3 separate regions of the Mus musculus genome follow, and regions 2 and 3 are each linked to region 1. Evidence: chromatin contacts called from public Hi-C and promoter capture Hi-C data. All regions are on one chromosome and are shown on one strand. Each heading gives the region's core, a stretch centred on a gene start, on an enhancer-like site or on the middle of the called end of the contact. The rest is flanking DNA. Distances are from core to core; before and after follow the strand shown.

Region 1 (2,666 bases), core at 79-2,578:
AGCCAATATAGATTTGTACATCTCAAAAGTGTCATAGAAGGCAGGTACAAATAAGTTGTTCGGGCTCTAATTCTTACAAAAATACTATAGCCCTTCATCCTGTGAGTTAGATTTAGAAAATCTCCCACATTGTGACCTCTACAAGGCCAATTGATAAAGCTCTTATTTGAGACAAAAATCTAATATCAATCAGAATACAGTGGAAAACAAGTTAGGGGACCTCATGTTCACAACATTCAACAGCCTACATAATTTGAAACAGTTAACAACTGGGACAGAGGACTAGAGGCCAAGCGAGCTGAGAGTTTGTAAGTGGTCAAGCTTCACTGGGCCAGTTTCAACAGATTTACTTAACCAGAGATAAACCTCATCATCAGAACACCATGTAAACAAAACAAAAGTATTCAAACAGAATTGGGAGTAGCCAGCAGGATAAAACAATGCTGTCCTTAACCGTGTGGCTCTACCAGAGGGAAATGTTCAGAAAAGAGCGGTACAGCAGTGTGGGTGCTTGAAGTCTAAACTTTTTAACATTTCCTTAGGTAAGGCTATAGAACGGCATGCAGAGAGCCAGCCAAGAGAGCTGAGGGAGGGAGACGAGGAAGGCCACATATGGAACTAATTACTCATGGAGAGGCCATGACAAAGAGCATTTCTCCAGACTTTTCATGGGGGCTTCACTTTCAGGAAGTTGCTGTAATTACTGCTCAAGTCTAGAGCAGCCTGCAAGCTGCTGACAGGTCCAGCAGAAAAGGAGGAGGAGGAGGAGGAGGAGGAGGAGGAGGAGGAGGAGGAGGAGGAGGAGGAGGGAGAAGGGGGAAGAGGAGGAAAAGAAAGGGGGGAGCCCCAACTTATCTGACCTCACTAAGGAGTAAAATACAAGAAAACAAAGTATCGCAGGAAAGTTAAAAAAAAAAAAAAAGGCCTCGAAGTTTGCCTGCTTAACAGTGTTTGACTTTCTGCTTACTGCTTTGTCATCTTTCTATCTTTAAATTACTTCTTCAGCCCAGATCAGGCAACAAATTTGTACTTCTACTCTCAACTCACTTTCGGTTGGCCACAGCAGAACTGTACATCTTGCCTTTTTTTTTTTTTTTTACAGCTTTTCCATACTGGGGCCCCACTTCCTGCCCAGTTGAGGGAAAAAATCTGGCCTGAAGATGAAATGACTGCTTAACATTACACGAAAACATCTGGTACCATTTTATGCACAGACCCATGTCTGAGAGCAGGCGATTCTAGCGGTCTCTCCAGCGGCACAGCGCATACCCAAACCTCCCCAGGGTGACATCATCCCATATATGGACTCTCCAGCCCAGCCCTCCCCCTTTTCCTGGTCCTAAATTCATTGCCAGTTCCCTAGTCTGCTGCAAATGTGCCACGTCAAGACTGGAAATCACAGCCCTTTAGTGTGTCTCAGTCGATGCAGCAGACAGGGTTCAGGGGGGAAGCTGAACAAGCCCCTGGTGCAGGAAGACAGGCTCTCCCCAGCCCCGGGACAGGATTTTCCACACACCGATGGAAGCTTCAGGAGATCCTGCTCCGTCGCCCCAGTGTTCAGACTACCTGTTCAGGACAATGCCGTTGTACAGTAGTCTGCACATTGGTTAGACTGGGCAAGGGCCAGCAACGCCATGGACGGCTGGGGACACAATGTGCTGCTTCCAAGGAGAGGACAGCTGGGTGCTCCTTTGTTGAATCTCATATCCAGTGTTTCTCTTCACAGGTTTTGCAAACTAGGGACCAAGAAGCCCTCAGGGACTCTGCCAGGGGAGAGGACTGCTCCAGGGAAGACCAGCGGGTAAGGCCTCTGGGATTGCGTACCTGGTCTGTGATTGGGGAACTAGATAGAGATCCCATCACCTGTGTGAAGACGCTGGAGACACTGAGCTAAGGGACAGATAACCGTGAACTTAACTTTCAAAAGAGCAAGGTCGTATGGTAAATTGTGATTTTCTGTGTGTTTTTTATAAGTCTAAATGTTGATCGTTCAAATGCTTTCTTAAATGTAAGGGTCTTCCGCTTCAAAATAAAAGGTGGGGAAAAAAACCTCACTCCAGACAAGTAGCAAAAACTGAACGAGACTTAGTTTTGAATGGTTGAAACTGATAATTCAGAGACTTAAACTCGAGCATGGATGAGCTATGTATGCAACCTCTAACACTCCAGGAATGAATGCATTTTGCCCTAAAGGAAAAAAATGCAATTTTCAAAACTCTTGTATGAACAGGGAGCTTTTCTGTTTATCTATATAATAGAAACACCAGAAATAATAGTACCTAACGATAAGAAGCAGTCTAGTCTTTTGTTTTTTGCTTTTTTGTTTTGTTATTTTACTATCAGACAATGCAAACGCACTTAGCCAGAGATGAGGGCCCAAGTGCCAAACCCACATCTTACTGACTCAGCAACTTAGCAGGCCAGGGGAATAGCGCTCTGTCTTTAGTGGGCTCACTAGATAACATTGAAATTGTTCTTCTAAAATCCAAGAATGGCTGATACTTGCTGGTCAGCTGAGCCTGCTGGCCCATCTTTTTTTTTTTTTTTTTTTTTTTTTTTAACAAGGCTCTCACTTGTCCTGGGCCTTTGAAATGATAAGGCACGTTGTCTAAAAAGATGCTGATAAAACAGGAATTTGTAAACGAAGGCAAAAGTTTTCTTTGGTC
Region 2 (2,666 bases), core at 51-2,550, 310 kb before region 1:
GATGGCTCAATGTCCTTAAGCATCTGCCATCAACCTCAGTGAGATGAACTCGGTCTCTGGTGCCCCACGTGTTGGAAGAGAAGTGACTCCCACAGGTTGTCTTCTGACTGCCACACATGAACAGTGGCATTTGAGCCACTCCTACATAGAATAACTAAATAAATAAAATATAATTTAAAAGTGTTTTTAAAAGAGTTAAACAATAAGAATGGGGGCCCTCTGTACATGTTTACAAGAAAAATTGACTTTAGAAGAAACCTAAATAGAGTGAGTTCATTTCAGACCAAGTGCCCAACTTGGCTCATTACAGGGAAGTAGAATCAAAAAATGTCACTGCCTTTGATTAGGTGAATATACTGCTGCCTCTCTCTTCTTGTCTCACAAAATGCCTGAGATGAAAAATATATAACAAAAATATGAATTGAGGGCCAGGAGAGATGACTTAGGAGCTCAGAGTACTTGCTGCTCTTGTCCTTGAACCCAAGTTCAATGACCAGCACCCATATGGTAGCTCACAACGCTCCATAACTGCAGTTATAGAGGAATCCAGTACCCTCTTCTGAGTTCCAAAGGCATTGCATACATGTGGCACACTTACATATATAAAGGCAAAATACTTACACACATAAAACATAAAAATTTAAAAAATCTTTACAAAGAAATACCAGTCGAGACCCTTAAAATAAATAACACCCCCAACACACACGCACTGTGCAAGTATATGATTTTGACATTATTACTTGATAAGCTTATCATAGAAAACTCATGCTTGGAGAATCTTGCTGGTTATTTTGACATTAATTTCTGGCCAACATCTCCTTCCTTAATTTCTCTCTGTACGAACAGGTAATCGAGATACCCACCAATTCATGGAACCTCTAGTTCACTTTAAGACCGGAGTATCCTGACCTTTGATTATGTGATTATGTTAAAGCCCTGGCACAGTCTTCCTCTTTCTCTTCCTCCACTTTTCCTATTCTTAAAGAGATAGGTGACTTTCCTCTTTCCTACTCAGCGAACATCATCCACAAACAACTGTTGAAGACCTACATCTACTCAAACACTGCCGGGAGACAGCTGTTGGAAAGATTACCACCCATGCTTTTAAGGAGGACATGGGCTAATTCTTAATTCAATTCCTAACTTTTTGATGGAGACATACAAGCACACTTTAAAATATAATTGTGTCAATTTTTAAACATATGCACATAGACATTTCATACTGTAATATTACATGTGGTATGCTTTCTTCTGGTATCTTCTCTTTCATTTTCAATGATGCAGCATGTGACTCACTGCCGTCACTTCACAGTCAAGTACTGTGTCTTGACTTACGGTTTGGAAAACACTCTTGCTGAAATACGAGCAGTCATGTAAATGAGTAATTACATGACAACTGTACTTTCTATTGTTCATTGAAGTATCTATGGGACTCACATTACCTAGTTGGTGAAAGGTTTTGTGGTGGTAGAAACCATGATCTGTATCTCTCAGTATTCTTTCTCTACTCCGCACACATCCCTGGTGTAGTGTCTTGTATAGAAAATATAATGAGTAGATAATTGTTGATAACAGCCATATATTGTCATTGAATATGTTAATTGAGGGCTCTGAGAAATAGATCTTAGGGTTAGTGTGTTTAGGGAGATTTATGAGAGTCAAAGCCAGTGGGATGGGATACAGAAGAAGGTAGAGAGAGCATGCAGACTATGACTGCAGGCTTAACAACCGAGAAGGGGCAGAAGAAGAGAAAGAGAAAGAAGTGAGAAAGATCTTTGAACTGGAAGGAACACAGTTATGGTAAAGCCCCAGTCTAACTGACAGGCTGCTCTCAAGCCAGACTCTTATGGGGCAAGTACTTCACCTTACTTGGAATGCATCTGCCTTAATAGTCTCTACATGGCTCATCAGTGGCTGGGAACTGCTTGCAAGCCTGAGCATGCACATGCAAGGGAATCCTGAGAGCAGCAGTAGAGTTAAAATCTCTGTAGAGGTCTTGGTATGTGCTCAGGGCCACCACAGCATAACAGTGCTCTTCTTACAGACTAAGTTTCCTTTTAAGGTTAGAGCAAGTTGGTTAAAAATAAACAACAAGACGGATGCACCGTGTTCCTGCTTTGACCTTGTTCTGGTCCCCCACCCCCATCCCTCCTAGGCTGTAGAATCAAGTCTCCTTTGTCCTTTCTGCCCCAGGAGAAGCTTTAGGATACTATTATTCCAGTTAGTGTCCCACAGGGATGAGAAGAGGGTGAATGTTCTAGAAAATAAGTAAAGGGTGACCCATGAAAAAAACTGCTGACACCAGCAAGTGTCTGGGGAGAGTACTGTAGCTTCAATTGTAAATGCCTCACAGAGGCCTGTTTGTTAAAAGGCCTGGTCTCCAGAGTGGTAGTGATTGTGAGACATTGAAAAATGGGGTCTAATGAGAGGCCTTGAGGTCACAGAGGGATGTATCCCTGGGCAGGATAAAGGACTCCAGACCCTTCTACAACACTTTTGCTTCCTGGCAATGAGATGAGTAGTTTTGCTCTGGTGTGTGTTCTACCCCATGCTATAGTGCTTCACCAGAGACCAATAAACTACAGGACCACCGAGATAACTTTCCACACTGATTATTTCAGGCATCTGCTGTAGTAATAAAAAGCCCATTAATATAAGAGTTTGAA
Region 3 (2,666 bases), core at 84-2,583, 260 kb after region 1:
GAGTGCAAGAGAGATGCTGGTCAGTTCTGAGATGGTGCAGGAATGACAAGGCACCTGAACATCGCAAGTCCACGGTCATCCCTGGAGGTCTCGGGTTTTCAGTCATGCCTGAGCAGTGAATGGGTGCACACTCATAAACACACCACCGTTTATTCTTCAGCTCCCAAGGCGAATGGTAGGCAAGCATCTCCCCGTAAGCCTTCACCACAGGGATTTCGGGGTTCACACACCCCGCCTCCCCTGCTCGGGGCAGGCGATGACTGTTTCAAACAGTGTAAGCCTTCACCACAGGGATTTCGGGGTTCACACACCCCGCCTCCCCTGCTCGGGCAGGCGATGACTGTTTCAAACAGTGTAAGCCTTCACCACAGGGATTTCGGGGTTCACACACCCCGCCTCCCCTGCTCGGGCAGGCGATGACTGTTTCAAACAGTAAACAGCTGAGATGAGAGTCAGGGACAGGGGATGGGGGGCCGGGGCGGCGGGGGGGTGGGGTGGGGGAGAGGGGGGTGTGGACGAAGAAGGAGGGGTACATCCCGGCTGAGAGCTTCCAGGAGAGTGACAGGGAAAGGAGAGGGGTGTTGAGAAAGAGAACTGGCGACTGGAAAGCACCAGGCTGCGCTTCCAGGCTGCCAGGGGCTGGCGCGCACCAAGCCAGCGAGGGAAGTGGATCCCAGGGCGTACCCCGACTCCCCCACCGAGGGTGGGGAGGAAATGGCTTTGTATGGCAGGATGAAAGGCAGACAGGGGGTCACCACCGGGTAGAGAATGCTGGGGCGAAGGATGCTCAGAGCAAGGAGGACCCCGCCCGCTCTAGAAACACTAGTGCTCTGCCTCCAATCCGCTGCAGCCTCTAGTCCACCCTCGGGGCTCCCCACACCGTTCCATGTTCCAACGGCCTGAAGCACGGGGCTCCCCCCACCCCCACGGACGCGCCCCCACCGCGCTCCCGGTGCGCTCACCTGCCCACGAAATTCTCGAGCACTGAGCTCTTGCCGGCGCTCTGGCCGCCCACCACGGCGATCTGTGGCAGCTCTAGCAGACAGCTCTGTCCCAGAGCCGAGAAAGCGTCCTGCAGACGGTTCACCAGAGGGATCAGCTCTTCCATCTCCCGGTTCCCCATCTTGCCTGTGCGGCCAACTGCCCCACAGGTCCCTGTTCGACTGTGTGACCTGGCAGGCAGCCCAGGCCTCGAAGCACTTGTCCCGGTTGTCGCTGTGCGGGGCTCACACGGCGGAGTCCCTGCACCGATGTCCGATCCCTGCCTCCCACTGCTAGGATCCTGACAGCTCACAGCCCACGACGCGCTTGCGCAGCCCAGAGAGGCGAAGGAGGCGTGGCCTGGTCCTGAGACGGTCACGCCCACACCACGCCTCTCGCCCTGCTTCTCCCTAGAGTTTCCAATCCTACTGGCCTACGGTTGGACTGCCTCCCAGCTTCAGTCAGATGCCACTGCCCAGGCTAAAGGGCAGAGTACTGCACTTGGTCAAGGAAAAGCCTAAAATCACACCCAACAGGAATTGTTGTTCCTTTTGAAGGAGCTAAACCACACAGACGAAGCCTAGAGGAAAGCACTACCATCTACCATCAGCTAACAGCACGTTGACATCAGCTTCACCATGCACCACCACCACTGTACGCACCAGAATACATTTCCCAAAAGGAAATCTCACATTTCACCCCCTACTCCAAAACCCCAGATTGCTGTGGGATGCAGAGATAAACTGGCCTTTTAGAGTCAATCCCCATTAGAAAACTGGGTTACCTGACCTTATTGAAGTACTCATCATTACCAGCCTGTCCTACTCTACCTTCTGTAAGCTAAAGTGTAGTTCCTTGAACCTTTCTGTTCCCTACTCCTACCATACTCATTCTGGCTTTTAGAATTCCTTGCCTGAGCTAACTGTCCTTTTAGCTCCTGGTCAGGACAAAGAGATTGGCTGTTGAGTCCATTGTAACCACGCAGTCTGCACTCGATCCGTTAAATTTAGCACACTGAGAAGAGTCTGTGCCCGGAGATGGAGACACGAAGATAAATGGCCATGGTTCTTCACCTCCTTATCGTGGTCCTGTTTCCTGTGCATTTTGAATACTGATACCTCTCAGGATTTAGTGCGCAATATTTACTTGTCCTGCACATCTTCCATCTGATGATTGCCCAATGGCTTTAAGTAACCTAAAGACTAGAGACTACATAGGAAAATGTGTTGCATCTCTAGCACCCTGGGGTCTTCACTGTCACTTAGGCATCACCATTGCACTATTGCCCTTCTAGGACAACAGTGAACCAAGTCTGAGCCTGCCCCACGTTTCCTAGGCTCGGTGGCTCTCTGGATATGCTATATGATAGCTGAGTCAGTCTTTCACTTTTCATGCCTGCAAAACCAGTACCACATGGAGTACAGAGCCATGCTTTGCTGCCGGTTTGGGATGGAAACTTTGGACCACTATTGCAGCAACCTCTACGCACTGACCCTGAGGAGCTGGTGGCAGGGACGTCTGTGGCAGAAGAGGGTGGAGGCTGGTCATATTGCATCTATAGTCAGAAGGCAGAGTTAAACGGATGCTGATCATCAGCTACCTTTGTCCTTCCTAGGCAGTCAGAAATCTCAGAAATCCCAACACGTGGAGTAGTCCCACCTTAACTAACCTAGCTAAAGACACGC

The links. Promoter capture Hi-C pulls out the DNA fragments that hold promoters and counts their contacts. Hi-C and Micro-C count contacts between places; a contact is called where the count stands out from the background.
Region 2: a Hi-C map of Th1 cells shows a contact between it and region 1, with 1.8 times the contacts expected there. The contact joins the enhancer-like site here to the promoter of Dnm3os in region 1. A contact is called at or near these places in 2 of 484 Hi-C or Micro-C datasets (the HPC-7 cell line and Th1 cells) and 2 of 115 datasets of contacts at active chromatin or transcription factors (bone marrow-derived macrophages and memory CD8 T cells).
Region 3: a contact with region 1 is called in a promoter capture Hi-C map of embryonic stem cells, with 2.6 times the contacts expected there. The contact joins the promoter of Dnm3 here to the promoter of Dnm3os in region 1. A contact is called at or near these places in 4 of 39 promoter capture datasets (embryonic stem cells, hippocampal neurons, liver and 1 more).

The regions. Positions count from the first base shown.
Region 1 is chr1:162,216,295-162,218,960 of GRCm38.p6, forward strand. It overlaps Dnm3os (dynamin 3, opposite strand), which reads left to right and starts at 1,329. Exons shown (of 1, transcript NR_002870.2): 1 at 1,329-2,666. All of the region lies in intron 14 of Dnm3 (dynamin 3), which reads right to left. Mir199a-2 (microRNA 199a-2) reads left to right here and starts at 1,520; the gene lies at 1,520-1,629.
Region 2 is chr1:161,905,966-161,908,631 of GRCm38.p6, forward strand. All of the region lies in intron 2 of Gm31925 (a long non-coding RNA gene), which reads left to right. Among named protein-coding and RNA genes, the nearest start is that of Gm31925, 11 kb to the left of the region's middle. Within about 2 kb of position 1,301, at least 46 of the 459 cell types and tissues checked have an H3K27ac peak or open chromatin away from gene starts, as enhancers often do. A contact at or near this core is called in Th1 cells and memory CD8 T cells, where this site is marked.
Region 3 is chr1:162,476,701-162,479,366 of GRCm38.p6, forward strand. Dnm3 (dynamin 3) reads right to left here and starts at 1,334. Exons shown (of 21, transcript NM_001038619.2): 1 at 963-1,334. The coding sequence starts at 1,123. It overlaps Gm31985 (a long non-coding RNA gene), which reads left to right. Exons shown (of 3, transcript XR_373653.3): 1 at 1-175.